Linked DNA regions of Zea mays: region 1 is linked to region 2. A link is a contact called in public Hi-C data. All regions are on one chromosome and are shown on one strand. Each heading gives the region's core, a stretch centred on a gene start, on an enhancer-like site or on the middle of the called end of the contact. The rest is flanking DNA. Distances are from core to core; before and after follow the strand shown. Region 1 has its middle 89 kb from the start of LOC103648144. Region 2 holds the start of LOC100383635 (harpin binding protein 1).

Region 1 (6,656 bases), core at 2,421-4,920, 150 kb before region 2:
GTCACATCTGGGTACGTTTTTAAGGAATTACGGTCTGGTTGACTGATCCTATATGTGGGTATGCTCGCCTTGTAGATTCTCTACTCCTACCAAGGGGTAACGTGAGGTGTCCGCAGGGGCGAGGCCGTGCCCCCGTCCCGTCGCCCCCGACAATGGTCCCCACCGGCACTTTGTACGAAAGCACAATATTAAGACTTTTTTTATGATCTTTTATCTTTTTTATTTGAAGGCACAATAGGATCCAAGAGGTAGGTTCCTTTTTGTCACTGATTTCATATACTTGAATAACATGTGTTCAGTTTGAAAGAGCACATAATTGCATTCCTATTTTTAGTCCTTACATGATTACTACATAGTTGTTTACTGGTTTGAGGTCTGTAGGTCTCAAGCTCGCTCGCACTGCAGATACCTTGTAGTTTATTTTTTTTACTGCATTGCGACTAGGCCTTCCAATTTGACAAACACAGCTTAGTTGTCACTGACAGTTGATAGTATCGTTGTTTTAGAGTATTACTTGAATGCAAATAAATTATTTCTAATATATTTTACACATTATAGTGATGTTTCTCGTTCCGTATATATGTTTTATACCAATTTTTAACTTTCGTGACAACGTACAGGCATATACCTAGTTTACTAATAATGAAGAGCAATGGAGGTGTCACCCATGCCACCCGACTGGGACGAGACTCACTGTAACACCCTAAAATCTTGATTTTGGGTTTAGTCAAAATTTTCCAAAAAGAATCAAACTAAAGTATCATCTCATGAAGGATAATACATTGAAAGTGACCCTTTCTAATAATAATAATAATAATAGAACTATTTTTTATTTGGTGTTAAAAATCCTCTCTAAAAGCCTATACTAGAAAATATGAAATAAATATTGAAGCCCTTGAGGTACTTTTCATTTTATCACATATTCAAATTAATATTCTCCTAAAAGAAAGAATGTGTGTACTCCCTCTATTCTTAAATATATGACACCATTGACTTTTTTAAAACTTTGACCACTCGTCTTATTCAAAATATTTATTCAAAAATGTAAAATTTCAAGTCATGCTCAAACAACCTTAAGTGATAAAACAAATCATCACAAAAAAATGATAATTCAAAAAAAAAATTCTAAATAAGGCGAGTAGTCAAAGTTTTCAAAAAAAAATCAATAGCGTCATATATTTAAGAACGAAGGTAGTACTTCATATTCGAAACATTTGCCTAATCATTGAGCAAAGCAATGGATATAAATATATATATCTACAACTAAATAAATTTACATTCATGTTGGTGTTTGTCTATGCATATAATTTAAATTTGTATTAAACTCGAATTTGAATTAAGATCTAAAAATTCAAATAGAAAAGCAAATAAAAACTGAATAGAAAAAGGGAAAGAACCCATTTGGGCCAAACCAGTCAGCCGACCCACTTACCTCACGTAGCCACCATCTCATGTAGCCTTTCTGCAGTGACAGCTGGGACCGCGGTGTCAGTCGCTCCCACACACGCACTGTGGCACCGACGCGCGGACATGTGGGGTCGCTGCACCAGCCTCACCGCACGCCTCCATTTCATCACTGACACTGCCATGTGGGACCCTTTCTTCCCTCTTCTTCTTCCTCACTACCGTAGCTACCGCAGCGATCCGATCCGATGAGAATCTGATGATGGGTGGTTGCAATCCGTTAGGATTCAAGGTATGGTCATTAGGATTCGATAGACGTCCCTATACGGATACATCGTACGGAGCAAATCAAACTCAGCGCATAACCTGGAGTTCGTTGTCGGCTGACCCCCGCCCGCATCGGACTCGTCTCCGTCAGGCCCAGTATTGACCTCAATACACTTGTATTGAAGTTGATTGGGGTGTAACTTGGGGAAATTCACAGAATAACACCGGTCTTACGCGGTGTTCAGAGAATAGCACCGGTATTCTACTAATTCACCTAATAGCACTGCTACTCCCGCACGAAACCATGAAACCGCACGCATCCTATATTCCTTCGTCTTGCACTAAAATAAAAGACTAAGTTGCCCCTCATTTCTTAACGTCTTCTCAACGGAACATAAAGATAGCCTAACCCAAGAACAAAATAGCCCTCAACGTCCACTAATCAGATCAACCACATAGAAAGAAAGCTAGAATGAAAACAGTCGGAAACATGTAGCTATTTGGATATCATTTTTTTTTCGTCGATTACAAATAAATAGGATATAGAATCTGTTGTATAAATTTATATTTATATTTTTAGCATTGAGCTTGTAAAGATTCATGAAAGTTAAACTTTAAATTTACCATATATTTTCTCAAATGATATATATAAAATTCGGATACAATTTTAAACACAAATTCAGAGATGTATTCATTTTTTTGTTGTTGTACAGAGCAAATAATGCATAAAAAACTTTTTTTTTGTAATTGGTAGCTTAGCATCACCATCTAAGATGAGATGGCTTAGTACTCCGACATGGAATTGTGTGATATTTTATAAACCATGCGACATGGAGTAGTTCTTTTGAGATGTTTGAATGTCTAACTTGGTTATAAATATATAACGTGCAACCTGTATGTCATGTGGGTCTATCATGCTTATATGCAATACGCTCTGCTTAGCATTACTAAAATGGAACTCGTATTTGCCTGTCTATTTGTATAGTTTTGTTTGGACTGAAGGGATATAAGGGAGACCTTAATGCTACAGGGACAATTAGGTCTATCTGTATATGAAGAAAGCAGCAGAACTCAAAGGAGTCCTATTTTCTAAATCTATTAGGTGAAACCGATGCTGTTTTATGGAGACATGGATTTTTAGTGCTATTGTCTGAACACTGTGATAGATCGGTGCTGTTTAATGAATTCCCCCGGTGTAACTTAGGGGGTGTTTGGTTTTAGAGACTAATTTTTAGTCTCTCTAATTTATTCCACTTTAGTCACTAAATTGTCAAATATGAAAACTAAAATAGAATTATAGTTTCCATATTTTGCAATTTATAGACTAAAGTGGAATAAAATGGAGGGACTAAAAATTAGTCCATAGTAACTAAACACTACCTTAAATTAATTTACACTCCAATTCACCTCAACACACGTAGATTGAGGCCAAAACTAGAATACTCAAACAAAGCCTCAGTGATTATACATACCATTGCCCCTCTGCCGTCTCGCTATAGAACAATTCGAGCTCGTGCCGAGTTCCAAAACTATTGCGAGTACGAGCAGAGAGAGAAAAGAGAGAGGGGGGATCACCGCCGATGTCAATCCGTGTGTTGTCATAGCTATCTCCTCGCCTATGTCGTCGTACGGATCGGGGTTTCGAGGGCACTAGGGAGGTTGGGTGGGGCGCATGGGTGGTGTCCGAGGCACAACCGGGCAAGAAGAGCCGTCGGCGTGCACGAGATTGCTCGCCGGGGATCGACATTGCAGTGGGGCCGCAATGCTCCATGGTCTGCATGCCCGACACTCCAATCGAAGGTGAGAAGCTTCTAGAATGATTCACTTTATTCCACTCTTCGCGTAGCGCTAACCGGAGTGGGGGTTGGAGTGCTAGAGCCTAAAGAGGAGGGCTTGCCGGTGTGCTCGCCATGGCTGGCTCGCTCCACCGTGCCTGGCTATCGGAAGAAGGGGATGATTGCGGGGTCGATGGATCCCGAATGAACGGCCACGATTAAATCTTGGGGAACGCTTCGGTCAAATAGATCCAGTGCGTTGAATCGGGAACCGACGGATAGAATTAGATCGTGGCATAATGTTTCGGCCCTTTGACCGGTGTTGTGGATCATGGATCCGTCGGTCCAGAGGAGATGACATTAGTTAGCTATGGCGGTTTTCTTTAAGAGTCCTTGAGAACTTGTCTATTCCACCCGCCATCCACACGAGTGGAACGATCATCGCGGTTTAGTCCAGACTTTTATAAAACAGACCCTATATATATTTAAAATTAGATCCACGGTATAAGAATTTCTGATTTCTTATAAAATTAATTCCGAAAACTGATTTTATGTATAAAAATAATTGATAAAACTTAGAAAATCCATATCTTCCACGTTTTAGCTCCGATTTTAGTGGTTCTCGAACCTACAGATTCATGTCGATGCATCGAACATTATTACACAATTTGATTCCATGTTTGGCGTAGTGTTATTTGTATTTATTATTTACTTATTTGTATGTATTGCTACGAGTAGAAGCGGGATTACGAGGAATCTAGAGCCCAACTTTGAGAAGTACCTAGAGTTGCACCAAAGAGGCAAGTTGTGTCCTTCATCACATTATTTGACCTAATAATATTTATGATTCTGTTAACCACCATGGCATAGTTATGTTAACTTGATGCGACCTAATAGGTTACCTAGTCTTGTTTACCCTACACATTGCATGCAAATGAATTATTGGGTAGTCTTGCTATTGCTCTACCTAGTTTTGGAAATAATATTATATCTGAATTATGATCATGTTTTATTGTCAATGAATTATTTATTGTTCATGATAAGATCATTGTTGTTAATCAGATCATGGAGCGACCACTTGAGACAACAATGCTACCTCAATGGTGGAATGGAACGTCTTTGGTTGATTAATTAGGGAAGCTAGTGAGGGATAACCTTACTCGAAAGGGGGCAAGCGACGAGGAGTTGCCGCAAGTATAGGGAGGTTCTCGAGTCGAATTATATGTGATAGCTTTTCAGACGAGGGATTCCTATACCCCCTCTGCCTAAAACCGTAGAGGAGTTTCTCAAGCTAGTAGAACTTAGTAAAGGCCTCATAGTGGATCCCTAGCCATTCACCTTGGAAGTGTCTAAGGGCCTTACAAACCCGAGCTAGACGGGAAACACGAGTTGTCGGTAAAGATACGCAACCTCTGCTGAGTGTAAAATTGGTATATCAGCCGTACTCACGATCATGAGCGGCTCAGATCCTCACATGAGTAAATTATGGAATTAAATCTAACATGTCATGCATTGCATTGTGAGATTTATTCTTCATTATGATCTATTATTTAATTGGGATAATATTTACTTATACTTAGTAATTGATAATAAAATTATGACCAACAATGTTAAAAGCTATGCTCAGCCTCAACCACATCCTTGGTAAGCCTTACACTACATTTTACCACACTTGCTGACCGATGACCGTATGAGAGTTCACCCTTGCTATAATCACATTAGGTCAAAAACAGGTACCATCGGAGGAGAATCATGAAGATGAGTTCGGAGAGGTCTAGGCCGTCGTCTCCCAGTCAACTATGATTGCGGAGATCGTTGTCATCATATGGTGTAATTTGCTTAGTTATTTTATACATAAATTGTATTAAGTAAATAAGAAGTGACACTATTTTCTATACACTGGTCAAATATGTGAGTGTCGGAGAGGGAATTCTCCGGCCGGGTGGCGGAATGCACCCACCCTAAATCCTAAGATGAGGAGGGGCCTAAACGTTTTGCCTGTTAGGTGGAAACGGGAAGAACACAAGAACACACAAGGATTTAGAGTGGTTCGGGCCGCCGGAGCGTAATACCCTACTCCACTGTGTGCTGTATTGAGCTTGAGACTTGAGAGTCTAAGTGAGCTTGAGCCTAAGTTGGGTCTACCTTGCAACGCAGTGTGCCCTCCCTTTTATAGCTCAAGCGGGCACATACAAGGATATTGAGCCTCGACATGTGGTCCCAGGGACAAATGGAAGGAAGGAAGGTACTACTGCCTCTAACGCCAAGGAGATCTCTGAGCACCGTAATATCCGTAGTGCATACAATATTGATATCTCGGAGCAGCACCCTTGGAAACACGCGAGTCATGATGAGTACAGCGCATGCGGCAGCATGGGCGTACTGCCTGCCAACGGAATGGACAGACACGCCGCCCGTCAGTGGAGTGGACATGACACATTAAATGCTGGGGCGGCACATCGCCTACCATTGGAGTGGACAGGGCTCATTAAGGCGGCACATCACCTGCCAGTTTGACAGGCGACGCGCCTTATCTGCAATAAATGCAGAGGAAGTGCAACCCTAGAGGCCTTACGTCAGGCTCCGCCCGCTGGCTTACGTCACGGGCAGCTGGCCACGTGGCAGCATCGGGTCTCTGCCTGAGCGGGGAGCAGAGGCGTATGTGGTATGGTCCGGACACGTGTCGGCTCCGGACCCCCGCCTGGCCTTGATTAAGGTCCGGGTACTCTTTGTCCCAGAATCCCGGGGCCCTGTTGTGAGTGGCTCGGACCCCACACCGAGGGGTCCGGGACCCATCCCAGGGGTCCGATTTGTACCCGTGGAGGTCCTGGACCTCGCCCGGAGGTCCGGTCTGTGTATACAGGGGTCCGACAGTTTCCTGCGGGGGTCCGGACCCACTGTTGATACCTTGGTGTACGTCGTCTTCTCAGGCCACGTGGCGGCCCCAAAGCCGTCCACGTGGTGGGGTCGGGTGCTGTCCTCCACGCGACTAGAGATAGGCGCGCGGGCACCGTGCCTTCACACTATAGTAAGGGGTACCCCTGTTTCAAGGTACCGACAGTGGCTCCCGGGCCCACCTCAGGAGAGGATACGAGCCTGCAGGTGGGGCCAAAGCTTTGGTTGGCGATTGGCGCGCCGCTTCCGTGTGCTTGCTGACGAAATCACTGCCAGTCCGCCTTCGGTCACGCCAACTGCCATGTCTGTCCCCGC
Region 2 (6,789 bases), core at 987-3,486:
AAAACGGAGGATCAACAAGTAATATTGTAAGTCCCTTCTATAGCTATATTTTAGAGTATTTGTATTTCATTTGAACAATTTGTATAAAGATATGTTGTCATACTATCGTTTTACCGAATTAAAATAATGTTTTACCGAATTGTAAATGAATTACCGAGTTGCATAATACTCCTTCCATCCTAAATTAAAATTCGTTTTACCTTTTTTTACTAGATTCATACAATAATTAATGTATATGTTGTATATATATGTCTAGATTCATAATCATCCATATGAATATGGATATAAAAATCTAGAGCTAAAACAGCTATTATTTTGAAAATGATGGAGTTTTTTTTTGCATCGTATGCCATGTGGCTAAATCCTAAGTCCGCCACTGACCTTACTGGGGTGAAAACGGGTTGGGTATACCCGTCGGGTACCGGATACGGATAGTGCAAATACCCGTTTTTTCGGATACGGATTCGAGTATTTTTATATCCGGGACGGATACGGGTAATACCCGGATACTGGAGCTTCGGATTCAGGTCGGATACGAAGTGAGGACTATCCGGTAAATACCCGGATAGTCGGGTCGGATACGGGTACCCGGAATTCGGGTACCCGTTTTTTCATTTCCTGTATAATAATATAGTTATAAAATCATAACTTTTACATATGAAACCGGATGAAGATAAAGTTTATATGAAAATTATAGAGCTCGAAGAGATCTATAACTTTATAGTACATCAATTTTTGTTTAAACATATCTTTAGGCCAAAATCATTGAAATAAGGTCCAAATTTATATCAAATTAATATACTTTATCATTTTTATGTGGGGGACTTAATGTTATCTCCACATGGGAACTTAAGGTTATCTTTGTAGAAGCTATTTATTAGTATTTGTAACTTATTTGCAATTTTCAATCGACGCTACATTATTTTATGGATTTAATTGTATTTTGATGATTTTCCATGACAAGAAATTAATAGATGTATAAATAGCCTCAAAAAATCATTAAGTTTTACGGAGGCATAACATATGTTCATATATAATCATAAAAATGTTTGGATCATAAGATCTATAAGATGCCCGTGTTTCTTTCATTTCACTTTCACTTATTTGTATGAGTTACATGTGAAATCACTGTAAGTATCAAGTTTCAACATAATCAATACTTTATTTTATCATTTTTATATGAGGACTTGAGTTATCTTCGTTAAAATGCTTATTAGTTTTTGTAACTTATTTGCAATTTTTGAGTGAAACTAGAATATTTTATGAATTTTTAATATTGTGGTGTTGGTTCTACAATGTCCTCGTGCTTAGTAACTTTGAATTGCATGATGTCAATTTTATCGGTTTCCTTTCCTACATTTGATCTATCATATACATGATTATGTATTGCTTAATTTATGTATTTGTTGTATGGTTGGACAATTAATATCATCGGGACGAACTACCCGACAATTATCTGGTACCTACCCGAGTAGTATCCGTTATCTGTTTCTTACCCGCCCGGATTATTACCCGGTCCTGTCCTATATCCGTCCCGAATTAACTATCTGTATCCGGTCTCGTATCCGAGAGAAATACATTAGGGTAGGATACGGGATAACCCTGTATCCGGCTATATCTGTCCCATTTTCATCCTTAGACCTTAGCTATATCTTTGCTTTAAGACATTGCATTTTGTTTTTTTTTTCTCTTTCTATATTGAACACTTGATTATTCTATATGTCCATTATTAACATTTTCTATGTTATCACTCATGCTCAATCTTGGACATGACTTGCTCGATCTCATTCACATTACTAGAGTAAATCATCAAACCACTAGTTGCCTCGAAAACTGATTTCCAATAGTAAAAAACCGGCTTTACGGAATAAAAAATAGATTTTCTTATTGAATGAACGAGAAGAATTGGAAGAGCAAAGTTGAACTGCAACGTGAAACGGCCACGTAGGAAACAGCCGTGTCTGCCTCAGGAAAAAAAGAGGAAATAGCCGTGTCGACGGAACATTCCAGAAGGCCGCCGCGCAATGTGCCAAAGCGCATCCACCCCGTACGCGTCCACTCAGCTGCCGCACGCTGAGATGCTGACCCGACCCGGCGAGTCGGCTACTCGCTGTCTCTCTCTCCCACCACAAATATTCTTCCCGCCACGATCCCTCTCATCCGGAAGAAAGGGGGGAAAAAACTCGCCTTTTTCTCTCTGCTGGTTCAAGAACGCCATGGAAAATCTCGAGCGCTCGCTGTGATTCCTGCGAATACCCAAGCCCAACCAAACCCTAGCCCGGCAGCCATTCTCTTCGTTCCCTCTTTGCTCTGCGCGCCACACCGCACGACCTCCCCGAAGCAGACGTGCCCGCTGCCCGTCCGTCCCCCGTGGCCATGGCCGCGACGTGGTCTTCGTCTTGCTGCGCCGCGACCGCGTCGAGCAGCGCTCTGCTTCGTCATGCCCGCGTCAAGAGCGCGCCTTGGGTAGCCGGTGCCAGCCGGAGTAGCTACAGGCAGCGGCGGCGGCGGCGGGAGCTGTCCATCCGCGCCACGGCCGCGGCGCCGCCGCCGCCCGTGGTCTACGCGGACGCCGGCGCCGACAACGTGGCCTCGCTGAAGATCAAGCTCCTGGTCGGTGATTATCCAGCAACTTGTGGTTATTGTTTCACATCCTAGCGTTTTTTTTTTGTTGTTGTTGGCCCGTGTGTGACTGAATTGCGAACGGATCGCTCGTGCTCTGCTTGGGTGACTTGCGCAGAGCGCGGTGTCCGGGCTGAACCGTGGCCTGGCAGCGAGCCAGGAGGACCTGGACCGCGCGGACGCGGCGGCGCGGGAGCTGGAGGCGGCGGCGGGGTGCCCCGTCGACCTCAGCAGGGACCTCGATAAGCTGCAGGGCCGGTGGCGGCTGCTGTACAGCAGCGCGTTCTCTTCGCGGACGCTCGGCGGCAGCCGCCCTGGCCCGCCCACCGGCCGCCTCCTCCCCATCACGCTCGGCCAGGTGTTCCAGCGGATCGACGTGGTGAGCCGCGACTTCGACAACATCGTGGAGCTGGAGCTCGGCGCGCCGTGGCCTCTGCCGCCGCTCGAGGCCACGGCGACGCTGGCGCACAAGTTCGAGATCATCGGTGAGTCCACTGTCCACCAGTCCTGCCCTCCTCTGCCACCCATCCCATCCCAACTCTGATGGCGGACGGACATTGCAGGGACCTCGGGCATCAAGATCACGTTCGAGAAGACGACGGTGAAGACCAAGGGCAACCTGTCGCAGCTTCCTCCGCTGGAGGTGCCCCGCATCCCGGACAACCTCCGGCCGCCGTCCAACACCGGGAGCGGCGAGTTCGAGGTGACCTACCTCGACGACGACACGCGCGTCACCCGCGGGGACAGGGGGGAGCTCAGGGTGTTTGTCATCGCGTGACCTGATCGCGCTTGCGGCGCCGTTCTGCTGGTCCGTGAGATTGCCATCCTTCTTCCTCCCTGTTGCTCCAGTAGATTTGTTGGTTTCTTCGTCTGACCAATGTATACCGTTCTGTTCTTCCGTGAACTGAATCTGCGATTAACTTAGTAACTATCTTGTGTGGTTTACATGCTTGCTCCGTCCTTATTTACTTTGTTAATTTATAATTTGAACTGATTGCCTTGCAAATTGCACCTCTAAGAAACAGGGAAGGTAGCGGAGCTGATTGGTATTTTTTTTGCTTACCCCTTTCATCTCAGTTTTGATGATAATATTTTATTTATCCTCTTTCATCTTACATTTCGGTCTTCCATGAATTGATTCTAGGATATTAACTGATATTATAATGTAAAATTTGTAGAAAGTTAGATGCATAGAACTGGAAAATTGCAAACCAAAACCGGTCTTAACTAAGCCAATCTTATTAGTTTTGAACGTTAAAAAACCAAAAATATAATAAAAGGGGCATTCCGAGAATCGAACTCGGGACCTCTTGCACCCAAAGCAAGAATCATACCACTAGACCAAATGCCCTGTTTGGAACTTTGTTGATTTATATTGAATAAACACGGTACGAAATTGTTTGGAACTTCTAAAAGACTTGTATCACCGTACCAAATGACTGTTCATTTGTTGGGATTGCTATAGATTTTTTTAAGTGGTGGATTATATAGTAACAAAAACTAATGTAATGCATTTGTATGGACAGAAACGACTGTTGGGTTAAGCTTCCTGTGCAATCACTGTATAACAAACTACCAAAAGTCATGGTTTTTTTAAATTATATATCTCTACTATATAAAAAGCACTAGTTTCTACGGTTTTTTACCGTCGTCTTGTTCTCCCACATTTAAATGGTTAAAAAGCTAAATTTATGCACAAAGGTGGATTCGAACTATGGTTATTAGTTGCAAACCCGTATTCACACTGATCCAACCAACGCAACACATATGTTTTGCCGTTTATATTCTATATTCAAACATAAATGGTTTTATATTTATCCTCAAGTATAAATAAAACTGTAGCAACTTACAAGCACTTTGCTAGATATGTACTTCACTATTTACTCTACTAATATATTAGATTTGAACTTTTATTTTATCTTATGTGAAGAAATAAAAAAAGAATTTTATTATTTATTAGGTATAATTTTCTTATATCTCTTCATATAGTATGAACCAGAATATGAAATTGAATATATTGGTAGAATAATAATAAAGTATATCTATATTTAAAAATATTTTTGGCATGATTATATGAAAAGCTCGATTGCACAACATTTTTTGCAGTTTTTACCAACCACTTAGCTATAGGCTAGAAAATTTAGTACACCATTCAACGTATCTAACCATTTAGCTATAGACTAGAAAATTCAGTATACCATTCAACGTATCTTATGCTAATAGAGACTTCGTGCTTATATAAGCACATAAAATCTAGTGCGTTTGTGGGCAATCCAAGGGTGATTGGTGTTTTTTATCCCTTTCACCCCACTTTCGATGATAGTAATTTATTTATCCTCGTTCATCTTAACATTTCGGTCTTCCATGAACTGAATCTACGAGATTAACTGATATAATGTAAAATTTGTAGAGAATCCCTTTCACCCCACATGCACGTGTGAAGAAAAAAAAATAGCACATCTCTAAATTATATCTTAATATTGTTCGATTATATATGAGTCATTATTAATGTGTATTCAACTAATTTATTTGTATAATTCTTTATTTGAATTTTAAGCCAGATAAACAAATGTTTATAGGACAGTAGAGCAATAATATTTTATTGACTTGTGTTTGCACCCCGGAGATGCCGAGACCATATATATGTACTTTGTTCGTGCAGAATCAAGACGTTTCATACCTTCATGAGACTAAACCAACATTAATTAGCCAGACTATTTTATCCTTTCTAGCACAGCACTCTATCTTATTAAAAAGTGATTTCAAGTTTAAGGCATGCTGTTTTTTAGAAGGTCGAAAATTTTGTATAAAATAATATCAAAACATGTGTATAAATACGTTTACATTTTCATGAAAAATTAACATATCCACATCTGATCTCAATCATCGTCGAACATTAACTTTAATGAAGTTACAAAGAATAGAAAATAAAAAGCATGCCATGATAAAAGAAAGAGAAAAGGGGAAAAAGAAAAATAAGAAAGGATGAACCAGTTTGCTCCTCGCCGCTCTTGCCCATCTGTAATATCCTTATCCCGGTGGATGTGGATGGTGATATCATGCTTCAAGGTTTAATATAATTAATAGAGTATTCATACCAACAAAGTCCATCTTTCTTTTCGGAAGCTTGTCTTGAAAGAACATCTAGGTTAAGTGTGCTTAGCCCAGAGCAATCTTGGTGTTGCTACCAGAATTTGGTTGAGCAGCAGGCGTCTGTTGCCACCAGAAATTGGTTGAGCAGCAGGCGTTGATCTCACTTTCGCAGAGAAACTCGAATGCTTTTCTCGGCAAAGCACCAAAGAGGAATGAAGATAATAGATACTAGATTAAATGAAATGATAACTGTAGGTTCTGCCCTCTCTGCATTATTACAATAAGGCTTTATAATCCATCTACAACCGACTCACCCTAGAAAATAGGAACCGACTCCATAAATATCTAAACAACTTAACTTTCTAGTTTATCCCTGACCAAACATAAAACTGACTTACTCTAGAAAATAGGAACTAATTTAATCTAAATGAATAATAATCCTAATAAACTTCCGTGCTTGTGGCCATGCCAATTTGGTCATCCGTAGATGCTTGTACAGGTGCTCTTCTTCCACTTTTTCTGGCCGTATATCACTGTATATCCATACACCGACCAATAATTTGTTTTGTTTTTTTCTTCCTCTGCTTTCTTCTGGCAGGTGGCTCTGGATATCTCCTGCTCTAACAGCTCCACAAAAATTGCATTCAACACATGCCCCCCTGTTTTTCGAATGAACATAGTGTGTCGAAAAACACAACTTAGCAACGATTCCATATTAAATCGGCTCTGTGATATATATATATATATATATATATATATATATATATATATATATATATATATATATATATATATATATATAATACTTTCCTTTTTTTAAGACGATGACACCTATCGGCCATGTTTTCAGCCAATACCAATCTTGGGCCCATCTCCTGTACTGAAATCAGCCCAAACAACATGTACGTCCAGCCCTTTACCTTTCTCGTTCTCCAGCCGTTCAGCGTATTGTTCTCCAGCGCATCGAAGCTGCCTCTGACCAACATATTTGCATCCATCGGCCACTGCTAGGGTTCCAAGAAATTGGGTGTGCTGTGGCGACCGGGCTTTCCCTACGGGCTGGTCATCATTTTC

What was found. A called contact is a pair of places that touch in the nucleus more often than the background predicts.
Region 1: a Hi-C map of ear shows a contact between it and region 2, with 1.9 times the contacts expected there. The contact joins the enhancer-like site here to the promoter of LOC100383635 in region 2. A contact is called at or near these places in 4 of 25 Hi-C or Micro-C datasets (bundle sheath, ear, endosperm and 1 more).

What each region holds. Positions count from the first base shown.
Region 1 is chr2:234,698,930-234,705,585 of Zm-B73-REFERENCE-NAM-5.0, reverse strand. No RefSeq gene overlaps it. Among protein-coding and RNA genes, the nearest start is that of LOC103648144, 89 kb to the left of the region's middle. Within about 2 kb of position 3,670, at least 18 of the 20 cell types and tissues checked have an H3K27ac peak or open chromatin away from gene starts, as enhancers often do. A contact at or near this core is called in bundle sheath, ear, endosperm and 1 more, where this site is marked.
Region 2 is chr2:234,550,473-234,557,261 of Zm-B73-REFERENCE-NAM-5.0, reverse strand. LOC100383635 (harpin binding protein 1) reads left to right here and starts at 2,236. Exons shown (of 3, transcript NM_001176283.1): 1 at 2,236-2,613; 2 at 2,741-3,107; 3 at 3,186-3,625. The coding sequence starts at 2,377. The coding sequence ends at 3,400. It overlaps TRNAP-UGG (transfer RNA proline (anticodon UGG)), which reads right to left and starts at 3,973; the gene lies at 3,902-3,973.